Regions from separate parts of the Mus musculus genome. Here region 2 is linked to region 1. The links are chromatin contacts, called in public HiChIP or PLAC-seq maps. All regions are on one chromosome and are shown on one strand. Each heading gives the region's core, a stretch centred on a gene start, on an enhancer-like site or on the middle of the called end of the contact. The rest is flanking DNA. Distances are from core to core; before and after follow the strand shown. Region 1 overlaps Slc25a13 (solute carrier family 25 (mitochondrial carrier, adenine nucleotide translocator), member 13). Region 2 holds the start of Slc25a13 (solute carrier family 25 (mitochondrial carrier, adenine nucleotide translocator), member 13).

The links. HiChIP or PLAC-seq counts read pairs in DNA pulled down with a chosen protein or histone mark.
Region 2: a contact with region 1 is called in an H3K27ac HiChIP or PLAC-seq map of embryonic stem cells, with 20 read pairs. The contact joins the promoter of Slc25a13 here to the enhancer-like site in region 1. A contact is called at or near these places in 6 of 39 promoter capture datasets (the C10 cell line, embryonic stem cells, liver and 2 more), 13 of 484 Hi-C or Micro-C datasets (the AML12 cell line, embryonic stem cells, liver and 1 more), 13 of 115 datasets of contacts at active chromatin or transcription factors (the NIH/3T3 cell line, embryonic stem cells, intestinal villus epithelium and 3 more) and 1 of 9 other capture datasets (embryonic stem cells).

The regions. Positions count from the first base shown.
Region 1 is chr6:6,137,721-6,144,631 of GRCm38.p6, forward strand. The region is part of intron 4 of Slc25a13 (solute carrier family 25 (mitochondrial carrier, adenine nucleotide translocator), member 13); the gene reads right to left. Among named protein-coding and RNA genes, the nearest start is that of Slc25a13, 76 kb to the right of the region's middle. Within about 2 kb of position 1,496, at least 8 of the 459 cell types and tissues checked have an H3K27ac peak or open chromatin away from gene starts, as enhancers often do. A contact at or near this core is called in embryonic stem cells, where this site is marked.
Region 2 is chr6:6,213,777-6,220,938 of GRCm38.p6, forward strand. It overlaps Slc25a13 (solute carrier family 25 (mitochondrial carrier, adenine nucleotide translocator), member 13), which reads right to left and starts at 3,397. Exons shown (of 18, transcript NM_001177572.1): 1 at 3,220-3,397. The coding sequence starts at 3,234.

The DNA of each region.
Region 1 (6,911 bases), core at 246-2,745:
TGTTCAGGAGACAGAGATAGGAGGACTGTAAATTTCAGGCCAGCTTAGGCTACAGAGTAAGATCTGGTTTTAAAAGCGATGGAAATAATTACAAAGTAGCAACTGTTTCTTTCTGGAAGACGAATGTCCAGACTTCCCCTCCAAAGAAACATTGATTTGCTCCAAAATACAAGCTGGCTTCTTGTAGAAACACAGTAGCCTATGATAGAAGATTTCAAACTTTTATAAGCTGTGTCAAATAAATTTCTCTTACACACACACACACAGAATCTCAAGGATTCTACTGAAAAAAAGAAAAATCGTATTAGTAAGCAGTCAGCCAGATCAGAATATGGGAGTTCAGCATAAAAACCTGTCAGTTGTAGTTTTACATATATGAAATAGCAATCTAAATATAAGTTTGAAGAAACAATCCCATATGCAACGTCCTCAAAAAGCCACGAATTTAATAACAAATATGAAATACATCTACTCTTCAAATGCCATAAAATGCTATTCATTAGAATAATCAGTATTATTTATATGGCAAAATAAATAAAAATAAGAATTGTGGCTTATCCCTTGAATCCAGTATTCAGGAGTCAGAAGCAGATGTGGGCCAGCCAGCCTGGGCCACGTAGTGAGTTTTAGGTTGGCCTGAGCTACAATGTGAGACCCTGGCTCGAAATAAATGGTGACATAAAATTTATGGTGGGTGGCAGAAGTACATTCCAAAGTTGGTGTTGAATGGTCAGACACCCCAAAGTGACATACACCTAGCTGGCTTCTTGAGGAAAGAGACAAGCTGGAGACAACCTGCTTCTCAAATGCATACAAGAACTCAAGGAACCCAGAAAAGCCAAGATTTTGTCTGGTGATCTGGAAATTTGTAGTTTTTGTTTTGTTGTTTTCAAGATAGGGATTTTCTGTGTAGCCCCTGATGTCCTGGAACTTACCTTGTAGACTAAGCTGGGCCAGAACTCACAGAGATCTGCCTGTCTCTGCCTCCCAAGTACTGAAATTAAAAGCACGCACCATCACCATCCAGGGAGCCCAGGAAATTTTGAAATACAAGAACAGAGCTGGCCTTCAGTCAGTACAAAGTGACTGCAACTCAGAACTGTGGTTCCAACATAACATAGGCTAAAAATGACCCAAGCTAGGCAAGAGGCAAACTCAAGCATGTGTGTTTGCTGCCCGGAGATTTCCAACAAGTATGGCTGATAATGCACCAAGAAACATGAGCCCTTAGCTTGTAAAACAAATGATCTTGTAAGACTCTGTTGAGCCTTAGCTTACCGGGAATCCCCTTAGTGAACCACGTGGAGCCAGAATCAATGCAAAAGCAAGAGGAATTTTATTTAATCCAGCATGCTGGGGTCACCCTGCACATAGGCAGAGTGATGCCGGGCTGCCCATCCAGGGAGCCTTTATACAGTTCTCAGGGCCACCGCCATTAGGCAAAATATGATTAGCAGAACAGTGTGACTTTTAAACTGATTGGTCTATAGGGAATGAAGTGGGTGGCCAACGGTCTCGGAATGTGTCTTGGAGCTCTGGTGGTTGGTCCCTCCTTCCTGTGGTCTGAGGAATGTAATTAGCCCCTCCCTTCTGGAGCGGAGGGGTACCTATGTTCTTTATGACCTATATCCCCCCCCCCCCAGGAGGGGAGGAGGTCCTGTGGAATTTTCTAACAGCTGAGCTGACCTCTTCAATCTCTACAGGCAAAATGTCAAGTCCAGCCTTGGCCACCTACTACTAACCCAAGATAAACAAAACCCCTAACAAATGTATCTATGAAGTTAAGAGATAAAGATATGAATATAAAAAATAGAGGCATGATACTGTAGCCTTGGATGAGGAAAACGCTGACTGAATATGAAAAATAAAAAAGAAAAAAAGAAAAAAGAAAAAAAAACAGACAAATTAAACATCACCAAAGTTGTTTTTGTAAAGTGTAACATCAAGAGAGTAAAAGATCTCTTATAGTCTAGAGGTGGTGGGTAGGAGGAAATCGTGTATGATAAACTCTGGAATATAGAAAGGGTTCTCACAACTCAGAAATAAGACTAGTTTTTGTTTGTTTGTTTGCTTTGTTTTTTTCCCTGAGACAGGGTTTCTCTGTGTAGTCCTGGCTGTCCTGGAACTCACTCTGTAAACCAGGCTGGCCTCGAACTCAGAAATTTGCCTGCCTCTGCCTCCCAAGTGCTGGGATTAAAGGCGTGCGCCACCACTGCCCTGCAAAAGACTAGTTTTTCACAATTATGTGTATGTGTGTGTGTTTGTACGAGGAGGTTGGAGTGCTGTCATATCCCCTAGAGCTGAAGCTACAGGCAATTGAGAGCTCCATGGCCGTTACTGGTAATTAAACTTGTGTTGAGCCCAGCATGGCCTTGGTGGCGGCAGAGTGACATGGTTCCTGCCCCTGGGACAGGCCCCTGGGATGAGGCTCTGCTAGTGTCAATGGCTGCAGTGGGCATAAAGCTTGTTTATGTATTAATGTACATATTTCCTCATTCCTCCAAGACATGTCCTCCCTGTTAATATAGTGATGCCGTGATAATCTGAGATAGCAGGAGTCCAGGAGTTGAGGATGTGACTAATATCTTGGCAAGACTGGAACCTTCAGGACAATCTTTAGGACTATGGAAAAGAGCTCCAAATATATGATATATTTCTCAATTATGCAAAATATAAGGATGCAATATGAATTATGATGGGCTTCATGAATCTAAAGCAACAAAGGCAGCTACACTAAGAGCCAGCTTGTCAGAAAGATAAAAAGGCAGGCAGATTCCTGAGTTCAAGGTCAGCCTAGGACAGAGTGAGGTTAGGCCCACGTGTAATGGTAATTTCCGGGCAGGGTCCCACCCAACTAGTTTAACATCTATGCTTAACAAAGGTAGACAGATCACTAAATTCTTTTGCAATGTTAAGAACAAAATGTATGCTTGCTGTCTCTTTCTAATCAAAAGGTGGGGTGATGAGATGATTCATAAGATAATCAAAAGCAACCCTGGAGCAAAAGACTAGGTTGATAAGGAAAATGAAACACTGGACCTGAGTTCGGCAAGATACAAGCTATCTAGAGAAGTTTTTAGGATAAAAATTATTGTGTGCGTGCATGTCACAGTATGGCGTGGGTCGTGTGTGTGTGTGTGTGTGTGTGTGTGTGTGTGTGTGTGTGTGTGTGTGCCAGAGGACAACTTATAGAGAGAAAGCAGAACATAGCAACAGACTGGATCAAGAAGAACACAGCTTGGATTCATGATTTGACTTCAAGTCATTCTTTTCACCGCTCCCAGACACCCCTTCTTTCAGAATCCCCCTTCATGCCAAGGTCTGTGCTTGGCAAACTTGGGGCATATTCAGGAACAATATGTGCTCTTAACCGCTGAGCCATCTCTTCAGACCTGACAATTCTACTTAAGATGGACAAAAGATAAAAGGACAGTTTTCAAATGGGAAAAAATAGAAACTAAGGAGACATTTTTCTAAAATAAAAATGGCCCACAAGTACCTAAAGAGGTGTCGCACAGCATTAGCATTGCCAGGGCAGATGAAGACTAATGGCTACCACTTAACGTGGGCATAGAAGAATGTGACAAGTGTTGTTGGGAATGTGAAGACACTGGGACCCACAGGCACTACTGCAAATATGAAATGCAACTTTGGAAAACAGGACACTCAGATTTACTGTATGACTTAACAGTGTTCATTCCAAATGTGCAGCCACAAGAAAGGGAACCACATAGCCACAAAAAGTACGCAGGTGAATGTTTATAACAATATTAGTCATTGCCAAAAAACAGTAACAAACTATGTGTACACACTCGGGATCTGATGAGCTAGACAATATACACTAAATCCATATAATAGACTATTATCCAAATACAAAAAAGTAATAAATGAATCTTAATATGTGGAAAAGTGTGCTAATATCATGTATGAACCTTGTAAACATTATGCAAAAAGTCTATACTAACAGACGACATAAAATATTAGTTAATTTTTATAAACTTTCAGCAAGATTGCTCAGCAGGTAAAGGTGCCTTCTGCCACACCCTCAGAAGGGGAGAAGTAAGTCCAGTAAGCTGTCCTCTGACCTACACATACGCGCGCGCGCACACACACACACAGTAACATTAAATACAGTAAACAGTACAGTAAACGTTAAAAACAATGCTGCGAACAGACAAATTAATATAGACAGACAGTAGATTAGGGTTGCCTTGGCCTAGAAGGTACCAAAAACAAACAAACAAACAAACAATGGGGTATTGAGAGGAAATGCTTGACTGGTAATGAATCCCTTGTTAGGATAATGAAGTGTCCTAAATTTCAAAGTGCTAATGGCTGTGCAAATCTGTGACTATACTTAAAACTAAAGAACTTTGCAGCTAGGAAGAGTAAATGGGGCCATTTTAAAATCTCCATAAAGCACTTTAAACCTAAATGACTACTATAGATTCACTTCCAACAACTGAGCAAAGTGCTTGACTCAACACTTAGTCATTAAAAAGGAATAAAATACCTGACTTGGAGAGTTATTTGAGTTGAGTGTGCCTAATGTTCTGCACATAGTAGGTGAGGTGACCACTGAGATAAGACCAAAGGTCTTAACTATACGGGGAATTATTATTTAAGCACAAAATACTTACAGAGGATTTTTTAAATAGTAAGCAGAGTGCGATTTGGAAATATCATAGCTCATCGTCTCTCAAAAGGCATCAGTTTTCCTGCAACACTTAAAATCCATCCTTCCTTGAGCTCACATGCTGAAATCTTGAATGAAAAGTGATCAAAATCTACGTAATTTTCTATTATGTTTCTTAAAGTATGAAATTAAGAAAGATTAAGAACCTCCACTCTTTACTTTGAAGATGTTTCAAATACTAGAAATATTTAATTGGCAAATTACTTGCACATGCCATTAAGTGGTTAGACTGAATTTGTTTTTACAAATTCTATGGGCTCTTATTTCTTAACCTCTACCACACTATAATCTGAAATCATCAAGGTCTTCACTTATGCAAATTTTAACTTCTACATCTTTGTTTCCATACAGAATAACTAAATTAATGCTCTTTAATTTCTAGAAAATTCACTTTTCGCAGCTTCAAATCAGTGAAAACGAGTTTCCTATTAAGATAGAAAAGATTCATCAAGCTATTGCAAACACTAAAGCATAATATCTCTCCTATTGATCTTACAAAGTCTATTAATACAATAAATGCAAAAAGGATGCTTCTGTTAAACACCCGAGTGAGTCTTCTAAGGAGGCAGGAGGACTATATAGACTGCACTCGCCTTCTCTCGGAAGAGTTTCCCACTTCCTCTAAGTCTTATTTCTCAAAGGAAATTTGTGTGTTTTCTATGAGAAGTCATATTTCACCTGCTGATACAGCTAACAGCAGCTTATATGGGCAGAGTTTCCAAGCATCGCATAAAAGATGAACTTGAATAGAAAGTTAAAGAACAATAGACTAAGTGGATGCAGACAGCCTGTGTCCTGTGCCCCAGTGTCAAGGTTGCCATTTCAGACCCTTCTAATGAGTACCTTTTTATGTTAATCATAGTGAAGGGTCTGAGGAGGAGAAAAAACGGGAATACTGGCTACAATTGAGGCTCCCTCAAGAAAAGTCTGCGAGAAAATGGATGTCATTAAAACAGTAAGCATAGACTGTGTCACATTACAAAGGAGTTTTCTCTAAGATCTTATAAAGTTTTTTATTGTTATTTTGAATACACACAGACAGTGGTGATGAGGATCTTAAGGTAGACAGTCAAATAGACAGACAGACAGGTAGCATGCGAGTAGCCCAGTTGAGCTCTACTGAAGCCATATATGATGTCAGTGTACTTAACAGAATGTGTAATTTAAAACTCTTCCAGGTTTACACTTTGAGAGGAATAGAGCTGCCCTAACAGAAGGTCATGTGACATTCTGGAAAGCATGCTCTTGTCGTGCCAGAAGACAAGCTGTGGTTTCTATGCAGCCAGTCACCTTTCCCCACTGAGCCAGCTCACGCACGGAAGAATAAGTGCCACGAGCTATTGTTCACCTGAAGAATGAGCTATGTTTCCCAGGAGAGCTTGTTTAAAACACATTCCCAAGCCTCATGCCTCAACGTTCTGAATCAGCAGGAGGAAGGTGGAGCCAGAGTAGCCACGGTTTTAACAAATGTCACATGCAATCACTGTAAGACCCTAGGGTCAGCCCCGTGGATAAGAACCACCCTACTCTAAGATCTGAGATCTCTAATGCTTAGGCATAGCACCATAAATCACCAGAGTGGATGCTGGTAAGCAATGTGGCCAAAAGGCCAGCAGAGATTTAGCATAAGATATAAATGGCCTCTCACAATTTCTAACTCAATCAACAGTAGAGAGGCCAACTTGAAGGCTTTCCATGTGTCTGCTCGAAAAAGTGTTTTTCATACAGTGGAACGACAAGGTCGTCAGCCGTCACATGTGAAGCAAGTCACTTAAAAAGTGTTTGGAGGCAAACAGCCGACTGGGGTCCACCCCCAGATGTGCTTGCTTTAATCATCTGCTGGGTCAATTATCATTTTCTTTCATCTCCTAGAAGGAGCACAACCAAGCACCTCCAAAGCTCCAAAATTCTTAAACAGTGTTAAGAATCCTAATTCATGCTGTAAATGCAAGCATAATATCTATATTGTTTAAGAAAATTCCTAAGCTAGTTTCCTTAGACGGATGTTATCAAAAATAATTTTCTCACAAAAGCATTAACATACATTTAACCCTACTTAACGGCTTCAAGAGCAGATGTGTTGGGAAAGCACACCCACAGCGAGCCCATATTAGTATGAAACTGTTTTATTTCAATTAAAATGTCTAACTATCCACCCCCAACATATACCTAAACTGTAATTTTCTCTAAGAACTTCCAATATGCTCTTGATTTT
Region 2 (7,162 bases), core at 2,147-4,646, 78 kb after region 1:
TCACAGCAACAACACACCCTAAGACAGAAGACAACATCAGCAACATAAACTCTGGTCCCCGACAGAGCACTCACTTTTCTAAATTGGTGCTTGCATTTTATCATCAGATTATTTTCTTTAGTCCGAGGCTAATTTAAACCCAGCAATGTACTGATGTCTGGATTTACACATGAGCATCCCTGAGTCTTAGGGCTGAACTTAAATGAGCATTTTCTAAGTTTTCAGTTTCAAGTAGTTTAATTCAATCATCCTTAATGCAGAAACTTAACCAGTGCCAAAGACGCTTCTGAGATAATCTCGACCATGCTAATTCAGATCATTATTTCATGAAGAAAAAAAAAAAGTAACTCTTTTACTGCTGGGCAGTGATTTGATGGGGAAAGCCAAAATAGAAAGATACAGAAGAAATAAATTATTACATTTGAGTCACTACAAAGACCCAGGAATTAGGATAAGATCAGTAAATTGCTCTGGCTACATCTTTCCAGTCTGTCTACTTAAACATTCCAGTGGTTTACTATAGCAAAATAGAACACATCGAATTCTCTCATATCTGTTGGGTTCCCAAGCTCACAGGCCAGTTTTGTGCTACTTCACTGGGGTGGGCTTTTCTTTCTCACAAGCTCCTCAAATCCTTTACAAGTATGTTATTTCTACCCCTAGCTGAGATTTTTCCAGTCTATCGCTCAGTGTTCAACTAACTGTCAACATGGCTTATTACACTCCAAGGAAAAAGTAAGACACACAGATTTTAAGTCAGCATTGGGCAGAACTAACTGGAAGCTGGAAGAAGCGATCAATAAAAATGATAGGCAAATGCAGCTCAATGGGACACATTCATTCTTGGACTAGGATGGACCCACAACACCTTCACCTGGGACCTTTTAACTGTACACTGAGTATACTGTCCTTGACCTATAATTAAAGACATTACAAAAAAATGGTCTTATGGAATCCACAGATGTGGATTTGTGTGTGGCTCTCAGTGGTTTTCGAATCCAGTTCAGATATATCATAAACAAGGACAAAGTTGAGCCTGGTATGGTCATATTTCTTTATCCCTGCCCTTGGGAAGAAGAGGCAATGGAATCTCCATGCCACCCTGATATACACAGCAAACTCCAGATCAGCCAAGGCTACTTAGTAAGACTCAGCCAAAAAAAGAAAAAGAAAAAAGACAAAAGACATAGAGAGTAACTGCCCAGATAACAGTTCAAAGTGAAGTCTCTCCAAGCAACTGGTCTATCTTTGTTTTGGCAGCTAGACAATGCTGTCACCTGTGCCAAGCACACGTTTGGTTTCTATTAATCTAAGTTCATCTTACTTTCTCGTTATTTGTTTGTTGTTGCTGTTGTTGTTGAAGACAGGGTTTTTTAGTTTAACAGCTCGTGTCTATCCTGGAATTCACTTTATAGAGCAAGCTGGCCCCTGCCTCCAATGCACTGGGATTAAACCTGTGTGCCACAATGCCCAGCTTCTCCTTACCTTCTCTTTATCCTGACTTTCTCATCCACTTACAGTTGGTTTTGTTATATCCTATTGGAAGGTATTCTATATCTATATATGTCAGCCATCCGAACTGAAGAGAGGTGACTGTCAGTGAATAAATAACAAAGAAGGCAGGTTTCAAAGGGTAAAGGTGACAGGAATGTTTCAGTTTCCTTGGCCTCCTGATTTGGATAAAAACCAACTCTCCCTGATAGGATGTGTCTCAATTACAAAAAATGCAACTAAAAAGTTGAGCCTGCTTCTTCACTTGTTACTTCGTATCTGCCCAGTCTTCTATTCTGTTTCTAGGCATATGTCTCAATTTAGTGCCCATCAATACTGCATCTCCAATTAAAGTAACGTAAATCAAGTGACAAAACTCCCACACAGGTATATAAATGATGAGTGGGTATTTACTCCAGAGAACTGATTTATACCAATCGTTATATCATGCAAAGTTAATGCAAAGAAAGGGGCTATTGGCTTGAAAGAACTAAAGTAGCTTCAGAAATAAATCAAAGTGCCCATCCACAGACTCATGCGCAAATACACCCAGTGCACACTCCTGAGGGTTACAGAGGAAGGAAGGCCACTTAAGGCACTGAGTCTAGGAACAAGAAAACTGAGGATTTGGGGAGCCTGGAGAGACTAGTCATAGAACACTATTTAAATATATTTGTCTGCTTACAATTTCCATTGCAAATGTGATTAGTTTGCCTGAATAAATCAGAATATGATGTGGTGGCCATGTTTTCCTCTTCAGGGTTATCACAGAGTTTTGATTAAGGACAAATGTTTGAAATGTTGGGTATATTTAAGTTCACTGCACTTAAAATGATCTAAGAAGTTGTATAGGCTTGATTAAAGGGCTGCCTTCGTGAACTTAAAATTAAAAGCAATAAATTCCAATGACTCGAGTGATTGGGACTGAATATGGTATTCTGCCAGAAAAGTTGAAATGCAGTCCAGAGAGGCTGAAATGGTGTGCAGGTTTGAAGAACCGGTGAAAGAGGAAAGGTCAACCTGTCAGAGCTGCCTTCTCCCTGGGTTCGTGAACGATTCACATTACACAGAATTCCTTTTAAGTAGAACTTCACAGGAGTGACATGCTCCCAGCACAATCTGTTTTGTCATTTTCAAAAAGAAGCCTCTCTGAGGCTCAGAGGCTGCCTTGTAAGTGTTGTCAGATGGAGAGAGAAAGGGGAAGGATGGAAGATGGGAGGTGGGGGTGGGGGTGGGGAAGGGTCCAGGGCTAGCTGCGCACAGACGCAGGCCAAGTCTCCCAGTTTCCAAAACGGAAGTCAAGGTGACTTCCCTACCAGCGGGAGGGCGGAACCCTTGAAATGTAATAGGATAGGCTTCAGGCCCAGTTGGGGCCCCTGGAAGGAGAAACTCAGGTCAACAACAGTCGGGTCAGAAGCAGGAGAACCCCAAAGTAGCAGAAGGGTTTGTGTGTCCCTGGGCTCTTCCCTGCCCCAGGCTACCTGGCCCCATTCGCGCGCTCCTCCTTGCTGGCCAGGGCTCGGTCCCGCGGGACACCGCTCCTGGCCAGACCAAGTGGGAGTGTCCGGCTGGCAAAGTTTCTGTAGCACGATCGGGCCGCGGTACCCACGCGGCCACAAGTGCAGTCCCCTGTGCCCCTTCCTCCCTCAGCTGCAAGGTGGAACCTCGCATCTACTACCCCGGCTGGACCCCTCTGGGCTCCAGATCGCCCCGGCCCGCCGTTCTTACCTTGGCGGCCGCCATGCTTCGGCCGGGGTACAGGCGGCTTTGAGACCTGCTCTCTGGTTGGATTGCACCGGGGACCCCGGCGACTCACTTCCCGTCCCGAGCAGAGGTGGGGGCGGTGATTCTGCCCGGCAGCGTGCGCGCCTGGCCTGCTTCCCCACGCCCTCCTGGCGCGGGTCATGCGGGTGCCGTCAGCCCATTGGCTGGGCCCGGCCAGGGCCTCCCGGGCGCGCGTGATCTAAAGGCCTCTGCCCTGTAGCCAGGGAGGGCCTCAGTATGGGAGCTACTGAGGGGCCAGGACACGTGACTCAGACTGTGCTGTCCAGCTTTAGTAGCCATTGTCGTGTATACCCCGGGGGCAAGGGAGAAATGCAAGCCACTGTCTCAAAAGACCGGGGACTTGGTGAGCTGAAGCTGCAGCTTGGGCTGAGGCCAAGGGCTGGCTAGGTCAGTGTCCATGAGAGAGCCAAGTAAGAGTGGTTACCACACAACACCTGGACGTTGACATACATACTCTCATAGATGCACACATTGGGTCAGGTTCTTGCCAGATTCACCTTGGTTTTTGCTTCAAGATGGACCCCACTTTAATGCCATCATGAAATCCCTGAAGTATTGACTAATAGAAGAAAAGATAACAAGCAGGTGACTAGCCTCCTTTGTGGCTCTAACTTGATAAACTCTTGAATATGGTATAGAACACACATTTGTAACAACTCTATTTTGCAACAACTATATGAGGACAAAAGAGGTCAAGGCCTCAAAGAGGTGACAAACTTAAAAAAAAAACAAAAAAACAAAAACAAAAAAAAACCCTACGAGCTATTGTTTGCTCTCAGGACACCATAAGAACAATGAAAACAGGAAAGGCTCTCAGAGATTACTCCTGAGGTAAGACTGTCAGTCCAATGCGTAGATAGCAAGAGATGCTCCAACCATGACGAATGAGAGGAGACAGGAGACCCAGAATTGCTGAGGAACCCAAGGGTTTAGTCAGAGAAGGCAACCTAAATTTAGGGACTGCTGGAGGAAGAGTATGGGCAACAGGAAAGACCTGAAGGTGCCTTCTAAGGCTGGAATCAGTATACTGTAAGTACTAATGTCGTTAGGGTTCCACTCAGTTGCCATAATGTATCCCAGATTCACAAGTTAGAAACTAAATCAGGAGTATGAAACACTCAAGTCCTATGGGCTCTGCCCTAAGGTCTGCATCAATGGCTTCATAAAAAGGGGCTTGTAACCCTTCCATTCTCAGCTCCAGAAAGGTGAGAGCTGGTGAACCAAGAGTTCCAGGCCACCCTTATCTATATAAGGAGACGTGTCAAAAAAGAAAGAGAAGAAACAAGCTCATAGAAGTAAGTCTACTCTCATTGTCCTCTGCCGTGCGAAGCTAGAGCTTTCCTCTCTCTGGAAGATACAGTACTCAGAGAAACATCTCGGAAACAGAGACAAGACCTTGACTTGTTGAAATTGTGATCCTAGAGTCCATAGCCAGGGTGACAACTACGAGGAATACGTTTTTAGCCTTACTCTCAGGCACTGTGTGGTAGCAACATGAACCAGGCTAACACTGGTATGATAACACTGGGCATGAGTCAGGACTAAACTATCAGAATATTCCAACAAGATGGGTTGGAGTGAGACAGGACTCTGTCTAGTGTATGAAAAGCCCAAGAAAGAAGCATTTGCCTTCCCGAGGGCTCGCGGTGCTCCTGTCTCAGGAGACAGTGAGCATCCCGTTTTTCTCTAACTCTGCTTCTGGAGTGTGAGTTCACTGCTGTCTGTAATCTCCCTGTCTCCCATTTAGAAAGTCATGGTGGCACCATCTGTAAGGCTATTCTAGAATTTGGATGGTTGGGAAAGCTCAAGGCTGCCTGGGATACATGATAAGATCTTGCCCACAAGAAACAAACATGAAAAAGCACTTTCAATGGCATTTAACAGTGAGAGACCACTCAGAGAATCCAAGCTCGCGCCCCCACCTCCAATCCTCAATCCCACTTCTGAGCTTTCTGTCATAAAAAGGAATATGATCAATAGGACCTACGAAGTAGACATCTTTTAACCCACTAAACACATCATACTGTAAAAATAGATTGTAAACTTGAGTTTAAGTTATTTCATTCTCAGTTAATTCTCACAATGACATAAGTGACATGTCGCATTGATGCCTTCTCTATCCCAGAACAGTCTTCCCACCACCATCATTTGAAAGTAGCTGGCAAGGTTGAACGGTGACCACAAGATTCCTGACCCCAGTGTCTCAGACTGGACCATTATTTGGAAACTGGAGGTACAATCAATTAAGATGAGGTCACACTCAAGTAAGGAGGACCTTAATCTGACATGACTGGAGTTCTCATTAGGAGGCGCAGATCAGGTATGATGAGTCATGCTTTTAATCCCAGCACTCTGCAGAAGCAGGCTTAATCTATACCTCGAATCTCAGCCAGCCAGGCCCAGACGATGCAAACAACAGCGAAGAAGACACAGAAACACTCTGTATATATTTCATATGATAAAAGTAGATATTAGATTGATGGAGCTACAAGCCAAGGAGCGTGAAGAATCTGCACCCACCACCTTGAAGGCTCCGGTGCCTAGCAAGGAATAGGAAAGGACACAGCCCCACTGACTCTTTTGTTTAAGACTTTGCATCCCCCCAGGAATGTGAAAGATCAAACTTCTGTTGTTTGAAGCCACACATCTTGTGGTATTTCATTCTGACGGCCCTCGGGAACGAATCCAGGTCTCCTAACCACCTGTGCTTTATAGCACATTTTGCCAACCTTGCTGGCTAGGCAAGCAGCCAACCCAAACATTGGGGAAAGCTCACTGACTCAAAAGCACGTAGTGTGAGCATGAGTTCAAGTTCAGAAGAGAGTGTGACGTGGCCAGGTCTGAGATTTCACTGTTCCCAGCACACCTAGGCCTTGGGGATGCCCTTTGACCCATGACCTTTAATGATCCGATTTGTTCTGCTCAGTTAATAACAAACAAGCAAGCAAAGGTCTCCCCTAGTACTGCTAGCATGCCAGATTGGATTGCTGGCCAGTCAGAACGCAGGCCATGCACACTAGCTCCAGGAGGTGTTAGCTGGGTGACTACAAACTGCAAGGTGGATTGTACTTATGACAGAATAAAGCAAGCATCATAATAACGAGAAGTTTCCAGATGTTTATATCTGGGACTGGGGCCACGTCAGGACACAGCAGAGGGTTGCACGTGCCTTCCCGAAGAGTGCCCTAATGATAGGTCAAAAATAACCTGTTCTTAATAGACACAGATGAGAAAACTGCCAACATTTTTAGAGTTAAGAAAGGAGGGGAACGAGGAAGTGAGTCAGGAAGGAAGGAAGGAAGCATGAGACACCTTAGGAAAGTGTGACTAAAAACAAGTCCCCAAAATGTTGGGGTATTATACTCTGTGAGCAAAGCTGTCTTGATTTCTTTGTTTTCTCTAAGAAGGGTTTCTCTACGTATTCCTGGCTGGCCTGGAACTCTAAGAGGAAATTTGCCTGCCTTTACTGGGACCAATGGTGTGTGCCACCATGCCAGGCTTGAAAAGACTTTCAGAGCATGTCTCTATAAAACAGCAAGGCTGCTGCCTTCTGGAGATCATTTGAGTACATCCATTTTCTTAGTAACACTTCTAGAATCCACCCACATCCCTTGGGTCACCTTCCCGGTGACTCAGACCACGTCTTTGTACAACTTTAAAGCCTAGGGTCCAGTTCCATAGCACACTGACCTCATCTTTGGCCTCTTTCTCTTCCTCATTTGAGGATGTTTATAGCTACATTGTAATCCCTGGATGATTCTAGGACAGCCCCATCCCTATAACAAGCTCAGTAACTTACATTAGCTTACTAAAGCTGCCAAAAGAAAATACCAGAGCTGTTGCAGTAGTGCATAACTTTAAACCCAGCACTCAAGAAGCCGAATCT